Linked DNA regions of Sus scrofa: region 2 is linked to region 1. A link is a contact called in public HiChIP or PLAC-seq data. All regions are on one chromosome and are shown on one strand. Each heading gives the region's core, a stretch centred on a gene start, on an enhancer-like site or on the middle of the called end of the contact. The rest is flanking DNA. Distances are from core to core; before and after follow the strand shown. Region 1 has its middle 69 kb from the start of FASLG. Region 2 has its middle 86 kb from the start of TNFSF18.

What was found. HiChIP or PLAC-seq counts read pairs in DNA pulled down with a chosen protein or histone mark.
Region 2: a contact with region 1 is called in an H3K27ac HiChIP or PLAC-seq map of alveolar macrophages. The contact joins two enhancer-like sites. A contact is called at or near these places in 1 of 47 Hi-C or Micro-C datasets (heart right ventricle) and 1 of 2 datasets of contacts at active chromatin or transcription factors (alveolar macrophages).

The regions. Positions count from the first base shown.
Region 1 is chr9:115,135,287-115,140,247 of Sscrofa11.1, forward strand. No RefSeq gene overlaps it. Among named protein-coding and RNA genes, the nearest start is that of FASLG, 69 kb to the left of the region's middle. Within about 2 kb of position 3,400, at least 19 of the 83 cell types and tissues checked have an H3K27ac peak or open chromatin away from gene starts, as enhancers often do. A contact at or near this core is called in alveolar macrophages, where this site is marked.
Region 2 is chr9:115,371,991-115,376,600 of Sscrofa11.1, forward strand. No RefSeq gene overlaps it. Among named protein-coding and RNA genes, the nearest start is that of TNFSF18, 86 kb to the right of the region's middle. Within about 2 kb of position 2,876, at least 4 of the 83 cell types and tissues checked have an H3K27ac peak or open chromatin away from gene starts, as enhancers often do. A contact at or near this core is called in alveolar macrophages, where this site is marked.

The DNA.
Region 1 (4,961 bases), core at 2,150-4,649:
GGTCTAAAGTTCTTGTCTGATTCCAGTATCAGCATCCTCTCAGAGTGGACATGGATTGATGTTTTTCCCACAGAGGTTGTCAGATTTGCCTAGTTCCTTGTTGGTCAGTATTTTCTTTTTCTTTTTCTTTTTTTTTTTCATTATATCCAGACATTTTGGATATTGTATTGAGAGATTCTAGGTTTCTTAAAATCCTCTGGAGAATGCTAATCTTTTTGTTATTATTTTATTTTATTTTTTGTAGGAAATCAGTCTTAGTAAGTTTAGATGGTGAGTTTTCTTTCATCTTCCCTGGATGACCTTTCAAGGCTTTGCTGTCTTGCATTGGGTCTGTCCTGTGTGTGTGCACTTGGAGGTGGATTCAGGACCTGTTACTTTTTCCACAGAATTCAGAGATCTCCCTCTCCAGACCTTTCTTTCAAGTTTATCCCCCAAACTCTCTGTCTTCCAGAAACCCCATTTCCTAGTCATTTGACTAGAAAGATAAGGTTTAACTTGAAGTTCTAATGACCATATTACCCATAATTTCTGTATAATTGGGGCAACCCTCAGCACAAAGTGGTGAGAAAAGAGAGAAAGGAAAAACATAAAAGTGGTTTCTCCATGCTTGCTCTACCACAAGTTTCCCCTTTTTTGGTTCCTCTGGCCAGAAATAAGGATTTTCTCTCAGGGTTTTTGGTGCTGGAGCAATAGTGACTATATTATAAATTCATGATTTGGGTTGCTCTTGGTGCAGGACTGAAAGAACAAATATAAAAAGCTGTGGGAATTCCTTGGGTCAAAGTGGGAAAACAAAAGAGGAAAAATATTAAGGAAACTCACCTCTGTAAACTGATCTGTGTATAACTTTTTCAAGTTTAGTTTCTCCTCTCTCATCTGCTTGCATTCTTCGTTTTGCAGAGTTGTCAGGGAGTTGCTTTTGCATGCTTTGCCCACAGTTTTTAATGTAATCAGTGGGAAATAACAGGCTGGAGTGGGCTTGCTCCACTTTGGCAATGGGAGCCCTTTACATCTATTCACATTTGCACTGAATCTTAATTGTTCAGTGTTTGTCACCTAAATATGATCAAAAAGTATTTGTTGAATGAAAGCTTAAATGAATAAAAAAGAAGAAAAAAAAGAAAAGGAGAAAAAGGAAGGAAGAAGTATAGTAAAGAAAATGAGGAGTTCCCGTCATGGTGCCGTGGTTAACGAATCCGACTAGGAACCTTGAGGTTGCGGGTTTGGTCCCTGCCCTTGCTCAGTGGGTTAAGGATCCGGCGTTGCCGTGAGCTGTGGTGTAGGTTGCAGACGCGGCTCGGATCCTGCGTTGCTGTGGCTCTGGCGTAGGCTGGTGGCTACAGCTCCGATTCGACCCCTATCCTGGGAACCTCCATATCCCGCGGGAGCGGCCCAAGAAATAGCAAAAAAAAAAAAAAAAGAGAAAATGAATGAATGGATTTGGAGTTTTTTAGAGTAATTAATTGGGTATTGGGAAGGTACTTTTTATTTTTATTTTGTAAATAAAATTTTATTGGAATATAGCTGACTTAATGAAGTTGTCAGTTTCAGGTGTACAGCAAAGTAAATCAATTATACATGTACATATGTTCGTTTCTTTTCAGATTCTTTTCTCATATAGATTATAACACAGTATTGAGTAGATTACCCTGTGCTATACAGTAGGTCCATCTTACTAATTTATATTATATATAGGAGTGTATATATGTCAATCCCAATTTTCCACATATTTGTGATCTCACATGATGTTTGTCTTTGACTTACTTCACTTAGTATCATCTCTAGGTCCATCCAGTTATTGCAAATGGCATTATTTGATTCTTTTTTGTGGCCGAGTGGTATTCCACTGTATATATGTACCACATCTTCTTGATCCAGTCCTCTGTTGATGGACATGTAAGGTGCTTCCATGTCTTGGCTAAATAGTACTGCAATGAACATAGGGGTGCATGTATCTTTTCAAATTATTATTTTCTCTGGATATATGCCCAGGAGTGCGATTGCTGGTTCATATGGTAACTCTATTTTGAGTTTCTAAGGAAATTCCATACAGTTCTCCATAGTGGTTTCACCAGCTTACTGTCCTACCAACAGTGTAGGAGTGTTGTCTTTTCTCCACACCCACTGCAGTATTTATTATTCGTAAATTTTTATGATGGACATCCTGAGTGGTGTGAAGTGATAGCACTTTGCAGTTTTGATGTGCATTTCTATAAAAATTAATGATGTTAAGCATTTTTTTGTGTGCTTTTTAGCCATCTATCTTCTTTGGAGAAAGGTCTGTTTAGATCTTCTGACCACTTTTTAATTTTTTTTTTTCTGGTATAAAGATGTATAAGCTGTTTGTATGTTTTGGAGATTAATATCTTGTTGGTTGCTTTGTTTGCAAAGATTTTCTCCCATTCTGTGGAGTGTCTTTTCTTTTTTTGTCTTTTTTTTAAATGGTTTCCTTTGCTAGCGTGGCTTTGGAATTTCAGTTCCTACAAGATGGCAATGGCTTTAGGCATAATTCTACATTATGGTCACTAGATGGCAGTAGAAACCAGTGCCTCCATGATCTTTAAAAACTATTCACCAATTACTGACTATCTACTCTGCATGAGGTACTTTGTTAGGAACTGAGAGGAGTGGGTGTGGAGAAGGGGTGGGCACAAAGATAAATAAGAGGCAATTTCTGGCTTTCAAGAATTCAGGAGTTAACAGAAAGAAAGATTAACCAAATCAAATTGTGGTAATCCTACAGTAGATGTTTAAACCAATATTATAGTAAAACAGGAGGCAGGGATTAATTCTGACTACAAAAATGGAAGAAGGCTTCACAGAACAAATTTGATATGGACCTTGAAGGATGGGCATAGGTTGGACATAGGGAGTGGGAAGAAGCAAGTAGAGGGGGGAAAGCATTCCAAACAGAGGGTACAAATCTGGGAAGAATATTTAGAGAATAGTAAATATTGAGGTGTGGCAACAAATTAAGATATGTGAAGGAAATAACGGCAATTTTTGGGGGAAGCAAAGTTGGCATCTCGTCATGGGAGTGCTTAACATGGGTGCAGGGCGCTGCCTCTGATACCTGTGATCACTTCCCTGTCTACGGGCTGCATGCTGGGTGAGCAGGCAGTTTTTGGATAAAATACTCTGTCCTTTGTGGCAGAACAGCTTGTCTCAGTGTCCTGGGAAGCCACTGCTGGATCAGAAGCTGAGGACACAAATACTCCCAGGGAGGAGGCTAAGTGGGTGCCTTGCCTGGGTGGGCACCAGGCCAGACTCAGCCTCTCTGAAGAGCCTAGGTGACCTCAGCTTGTTTCCATGTGGGGATGTGGGCAAGGTATTACAAGTCTTCTAATTTTTCAAGAGAAGTCGGAAATACTAATTTATGTGACATTTCCTGCTTTTTAAATGCTGGCACTGACTCATGGTTTAGAAAGCACCAAGTGAGCCAAGCAAAACATAGCTGTGGGCTGGAGCAATCATTCTGTGACCTCTGTTCCAGAGAGTCATCTGCGGGTTCCTTTCCTGGTCTTTGTCATGGCTGAGATCCAGACCCCAATGTCCATGGAGGGAGTTCCTCCTTTCCTAATTTCCCCTTTCGTGTGTAGAAAGCTTTCCTAGCAGTGTCGCTCAGATCCACTCTCCCCAGACCTTCCTGCCAGTTCTGTACCAACCCCTGTCCCCACCCACTCCATCCTGGCATCCTTCTTATGTCTCAAATACATCAGTGCCAGCTTTAACAAGGACCTGATGGTTTATTTGTACTCAGAAACTGTCATTCACAAGTTACTCTGGTCTTCAGAAGTAATTTTCCTTTAAAATCTCGTGCTTCTGTAAGCTTTTAGGTTACACTTAAAATAGTATAGTCTACTTGCATATCTACCTATGGGTTTTAAGCCCTTAGTATTTCCTATTAATGAGAACTAGGGGAGAACTGGGATTTTGTTTTTCTCTTGCTGATGTCCTATTACAGTTGTCAGGATCAAAGGCAAAGGGTGATCAGTATTCCATGTTTCTTGAGTCCATGGAAGCTGGGAATTTGATTCAAGGGCACAAGAGTACCTGAGAAATTGATGATGGAGAGGCATGGAGTGCAGGCTAAGGAAGGAGGGAGGAAGTTTCTTTCCTTCCCTTTCTCTCTTTTCTGGAGATCAGAGCTCCAGGTGGCACAGCAGAAAAGAATAGATTCTAAAGCCAGACTCTCAGAAGTTCCATCTCAGTTCTTCCCCTGATAAGAAAGGTGACTTGGGGCACATTCCTTAGACTCTGTCTCCTCACCTGTGAAGTGGTGATATTAATACTATCTCCTAGAGCTGTTTTGAAGAATAAATAAAATGGCCCAATGTACGCAGAAGGTAAATAAATGGGTATTTTTTTCTTGTACTTTTTTTTTTTTTTTTTAATAGCCATACCTGCGGCATGTGGAAGTTTCCAGGCTAGGGATTGTCAGAGCTGAAGCTGAGGCCTGTTCTACAGCCACAGCCATAGCAACAGCAATCTATGCCCCAGCTTGTGGCAATACTGGATCTTTAATCCACTCAATGAGGCCAGGGATCAAATCTGTGTCCTCATGGACTCTACCCATGAGCCACAATAGGAACCCCTTGTGTGTGTGTTTTTAATATGAATGTTGCCATAGCATTTATTTTCAAAGACCAATTACAGACCTTCAGATCCTTTTTAACTCCCCTTTCTTTTCCTATCTCATTGTGAACTTTTTTGCAGAGAACTGGATTCTGTCCAGTGGTTTCCTGCTTATATTACTAGGGCTTAGAAGAGGGAGGGAGGGGCTGAAGGCTTGTCCTGGAAATCCTAGGGAATGAGTCTCCTCAGGAAGTTTGGATGCCAGTGGATGTTTTGGACTGACCCCAGTGAGGTCTGCTTCCCACATGTGTCCCAGTGAAAATGTATGGAGGTCGAAAGTCAGTGGAAACTCCAGTGTCCTGTTCACTTATGGATTTCCACCAGGT
Region 2 (4,610 bases), core at 1,626-4,125, 240 kb after region 1:
TCAAACCCCCATATTCATGGATACTAGTCAGGTCCCTTAACCACTGAGCCACATTGGGAATTCCTATGCCTCTCTTTTTCTATTTCAGCATCACTTCACCCTCAGAAAATCACCACCTTATGCTTTGAACCGCAAATTGTGTCACCATTCTTCCTCCATTTAGAGGATTCTACCTCCCATGTGATTAATTTCTTAACATCAGTTGAGAAAATAAATGTTTGTCTAGAAAGCAACATCGCTTCCTTTTTTTGACATGTTGTAACAAGTATAACTAAATGAAAATGGAAACTAATGAAATGGTTTTCTATTCTTGATCATTTAATATAGTTACTTGTTTACACAGTTATCAGCCTTGCCAACATGGACTCTGGAGGAAGGAATGTGGGCTTTGATATTAAGTAGCTTCACTTTAGATCCCTATACAGTAGTACCTGAGCTATGGATCCTTAGTCAAGTTACTTAATCTATCTGAGCCTCAGTTTTTTCATCTGTTAAAGCCAGGAGTAACAGTAGCCTTGTGCTTTCTGCTTGCTTTTCCCTCCACCCAGCAAGCCCCTCCTTTATCTCAGTTTTCTACTTAATCTGAATCCCACCCACCCTTGAAGACCAAGCTCTAGTCACTATTTCCTCAGTTGCTCCAGCCTACTGTGATATCTGCCCCCTTTGAACTCTTTGTGGTAAATAGACACTCTTTGTACTACTCAATTAGCACTTATCATGCTACCTTTATAAACATTATTCCCAGTGGGAAAGAGAAGAGAGCCAAAAAAGTAGGTCTAGGTTAAACTGCTGTTTTTTTACCAGTTTTTTTTGTTCAAGCCTCCTCTAAATGTGTCTCTATCTCTCGGTGGTAAAATAGATTGCTCTGGTACTTCTTAGATATCCTGCTGTAAGTTCTCTGTCCATTCATTTAGTGCTAGTTTGAAAGAAAACAAAAAGATGTAAAATGCCACCAGACACAGCTACTCCACCAGGAATGTGAGACTTCTGACTCTTTCTTGCCATTTTCCCTATCTCCCACTAGACCAGGAGAATTACGAGTTTTTCCCCTAACAGCTGCGATCATCATTGACATTGCTGTCAAATGACAAAACAAACAAATTTCTCACCAGCTGTTTGGACCATTTGGCTAATATGAGATCCAAGTTGAAACTTGTCTTTCCATTTCTGCTTGCCTCCAGAAAAAAACTTTCTTCAAATCACCCTTGACACTGCACTGTTTTCTTGTTCTCAACAGTTTAACCAGGCCCTGGTGTGATTTTTTAAATGGCCATCTAGAAGCTCTACTCCATTTCAAAGCCCTTTACCAGATAACAAACAACTTATTCATTCTGGCTCCACATTTGGTCCCATTCCACTTCCATCTGGGACTGTGTTGCAGCATTAGCTTGAAATACTGAGTGTTGTCTTTGAATCAGCATTCCCTGATTTAATTTTTTTTTTACTACATTGAAAAGAATGTCACCATTCTACTACCTCTGAATTTTTAGTTACCCATTATTCTGCTTATCATAAAACTCATCATTTATTTCATTTTTATACTTGTCCAGCAAATGATGTGTCTAGTCATTCACATTTTTTTATGATAGAGTCTGCAGCCTGGGTCTGATTTTCCTTTTCCTTGGGGATTTAGGAACCTGTTAAACATACAACAGGCTGCTATGTATATTTACCAATTGTTACAATGCTTCACTTTCCAGTCTCTGGTTTTAATACTCTGTCCAAGTTTTATGTACATATACTTATTTTCAGGTCATATTTTGATGTTTGGAAAATAAGATTCTTAGAATATGATCCCAGCTTTCAAGGAATCTTCCATTCTCCCTAGAACCACAAAACAAAAATTAAAAGACTATAATTAAAAGGGTCAGTCTGGAGTTTCCTGCTGTGGCACAGTGGTTTACGAATTCAACTGCAGAGCTTGGGTTGCTTCACATGTAGGGGTTTAATCCCAGGCCTGGCACAGTGGGTTAAGGATCTAGTGTTGTTGCAACTGTGGGCTCAGATTCAGTCCCTGACCTGGGAACTCAATATGCCACAGGTGCGGTCACGGGAAAAAAAAAAAAGTCAGTCTGATGAATACATACAAGAGCACTATATCATTTCAGAGCAATATAGAATATAGAAGACAGGGAAATCTCACTCAAAGTGATATCAAAGGCATGGCTTTGTCTGATTTACTTCATTTAGTAATCTCATCCATGTTGCTGCAGATGGCTTTGTTTCTTTCTTATGGCTAAGGAATATTCCATTATATATAGGAGACAAATATCATATACTATCATTTATATGTGGAATCTAATTAAAAATTATATAAAAGAACTCATTTACAAAACAGAAATAGACACACAGATTTTGAAATCAAGCCATGGTTACCAAAGGTGAAATGTGGGGTGGAGGGATAAATTAGCAGTTTGGGGTTAACATGAACACACTGCTATATATAAAATAGATAGCTAGCAAGGACCTACTATATAACACAGGGAAATCTACTCAATATTCTATAATAATCTATGCAGGAAAAGAATGTAAAAAAAATGTTATATGAACATGATAACTCATTCACTTTGCTATACACCTGAAATTTACACATGGTAAGTCAACTATACTCAATAAAGTTAAAAAAATTCATGGCCTTAGCAGAGTATTCTACCCATTCACATATTTAAAGTAATAAACTTTACATCTTAAGGGATATGTTGCCTCGAACCTAGGGAGAATTAATAGGCCTGGAGGATGATGTTCATAGCAGGGTGAGTGTAATTTCTGTAGACCTTGCAGCATGATTCATGTGTCTGGTGGGGCTCAGTGATGCTTGGAGCATAGTAAATAGGGAGTCATGTGCTTCCAGCTCACAATGAGCCTGGTGTGAAGCAGAAGTTATGACAGATGGTTTACTCATTGGAACAGTGAAGTTCAAGGTCAGAAAGCTTCCTCTATCCCAAAGCCCCTGTCCACTTCCCCTTAATAAATAAATCTCATAACATGCAGTGCTTGTGTGGGGGATGGATTCCAAGAACATTAGAAAGAAGGCTTAAAAGGCTTACATTCTGACTCTGCTTCCAGTCACCGAGGTTCCAGGACAGTCCATTTATTTCACTGGACCTTTGCTTTGCCACCTTCAAAAGAAGGTGACTAGAGTAAATTATAGCTTTTTATGCTTTTAAAAAATAGTGGTAGCCTTTTATCAATGAAAATTTCCACAAAGCCATGGCACATAAAAAAGAACCATGAAGACTAGTTAAAGTGGGCAGAGAAGTCTATCTGGTTTCCCCTGCACAGAGTCTAAGGGCACTGCACAGCAGCACATGAAAACACTGGTCTCCATGTCTCCAAGGTGACTTCTGGCTCTTGACGTTCTCTGTTCCCATTTTTTTTTACAAGGAAATATAATTTCATTCCATTTTGCTGATATGAATACAAGAGAAGGTAGTATGGTTTGGGGCATGGTCATGTGTTAAGTAGCGTCTCTTTGTTCTTCTGGCTTTAAGAGGATGTAAGAGCAGATAGGAGGTAAAGGGGAGTTCCATACCTCTGAGTGAGCATCCTCCTGCCCCTCCATTAAGCAACAAAACAAAAAACACCAAGAAAGTAACAGAACGTTCCCTGACAAGACACTGGTCCCTTCTTCCTCACCCACACTTTTGTGAAAGAGTCAGGGGAGTAAATGAGCTCCTCTTTACAACCTATTCCTAAATGCTGATAGGATCGAGGCAGCAGATGGAAGTTGGTCTCTGGGGAAGAAGGAAGAGGAAATGTTGGTGCTTAAGCTGAGAAACTTTCAAAAGGGCAGGAGTGAGTGTTGACTTTGGAAGGTCAGCCTCTGCACCCTTGGATCTTCCCTCAGGGTCCTGGTGGTGGATGGCCTCCGTCATCCTCCCCACTCTAAGGACATGATATTAGAATTAAGTAATCCCTGGGCTTCCTCCGATTCCAGGCTGTTTGCTGCCACAAAGTATGTGAAGTGTCCTGCAAATTACTCATTTTAACAGGCCCCCAAATGAGGGTTCTACTAACTACTTTAAAGGAAGTACACTTTTTCTAAAAGTTTAAAGTGCTGTAAAAATGTAAATATGCCCTCTGGGATATCCAGCCATCTCTCTCCTTGCCTCCTTTTGTTTACCTTTCCTCATCTTCATATCCAGAAATGGGGGTAAAGGAAAGGGATTGTCTGAGTTTGTTGGAAGAGGTAGGTAAAAGCGGAGAATAACCATTCTTCTCTTCTTTTTTAAAAAAAAAAGACTTTTATTTTTTCCATTATAGTTAGTTTACGGTCTTCTGTCAATTTTCTACTGTACAGCAAAGTGACACATCACACATACCTATATACTTTCTTTTTCTTACATTATCCTTCATCGTGCTCTATCACAAGTCACTCTATGTAGTTCCTGGTTCTGTACAGCACCACCTCATTGCTTTTCTATTCCAAAGGCAATAGTTTTCATCTATTAACCCCAAATTCCCAGTATATCCCACTCCCTCCCCCTTGGCAACCACAAGTCTGTTCTCACAGTCTATGAGTTTCTTTTCTGTGGAAAGGTTTTTTTTCGTGCCATATATTAGATTCCAGATATAAGTGATAGCATATGGTATTTTTCTTTCTCTTTCTG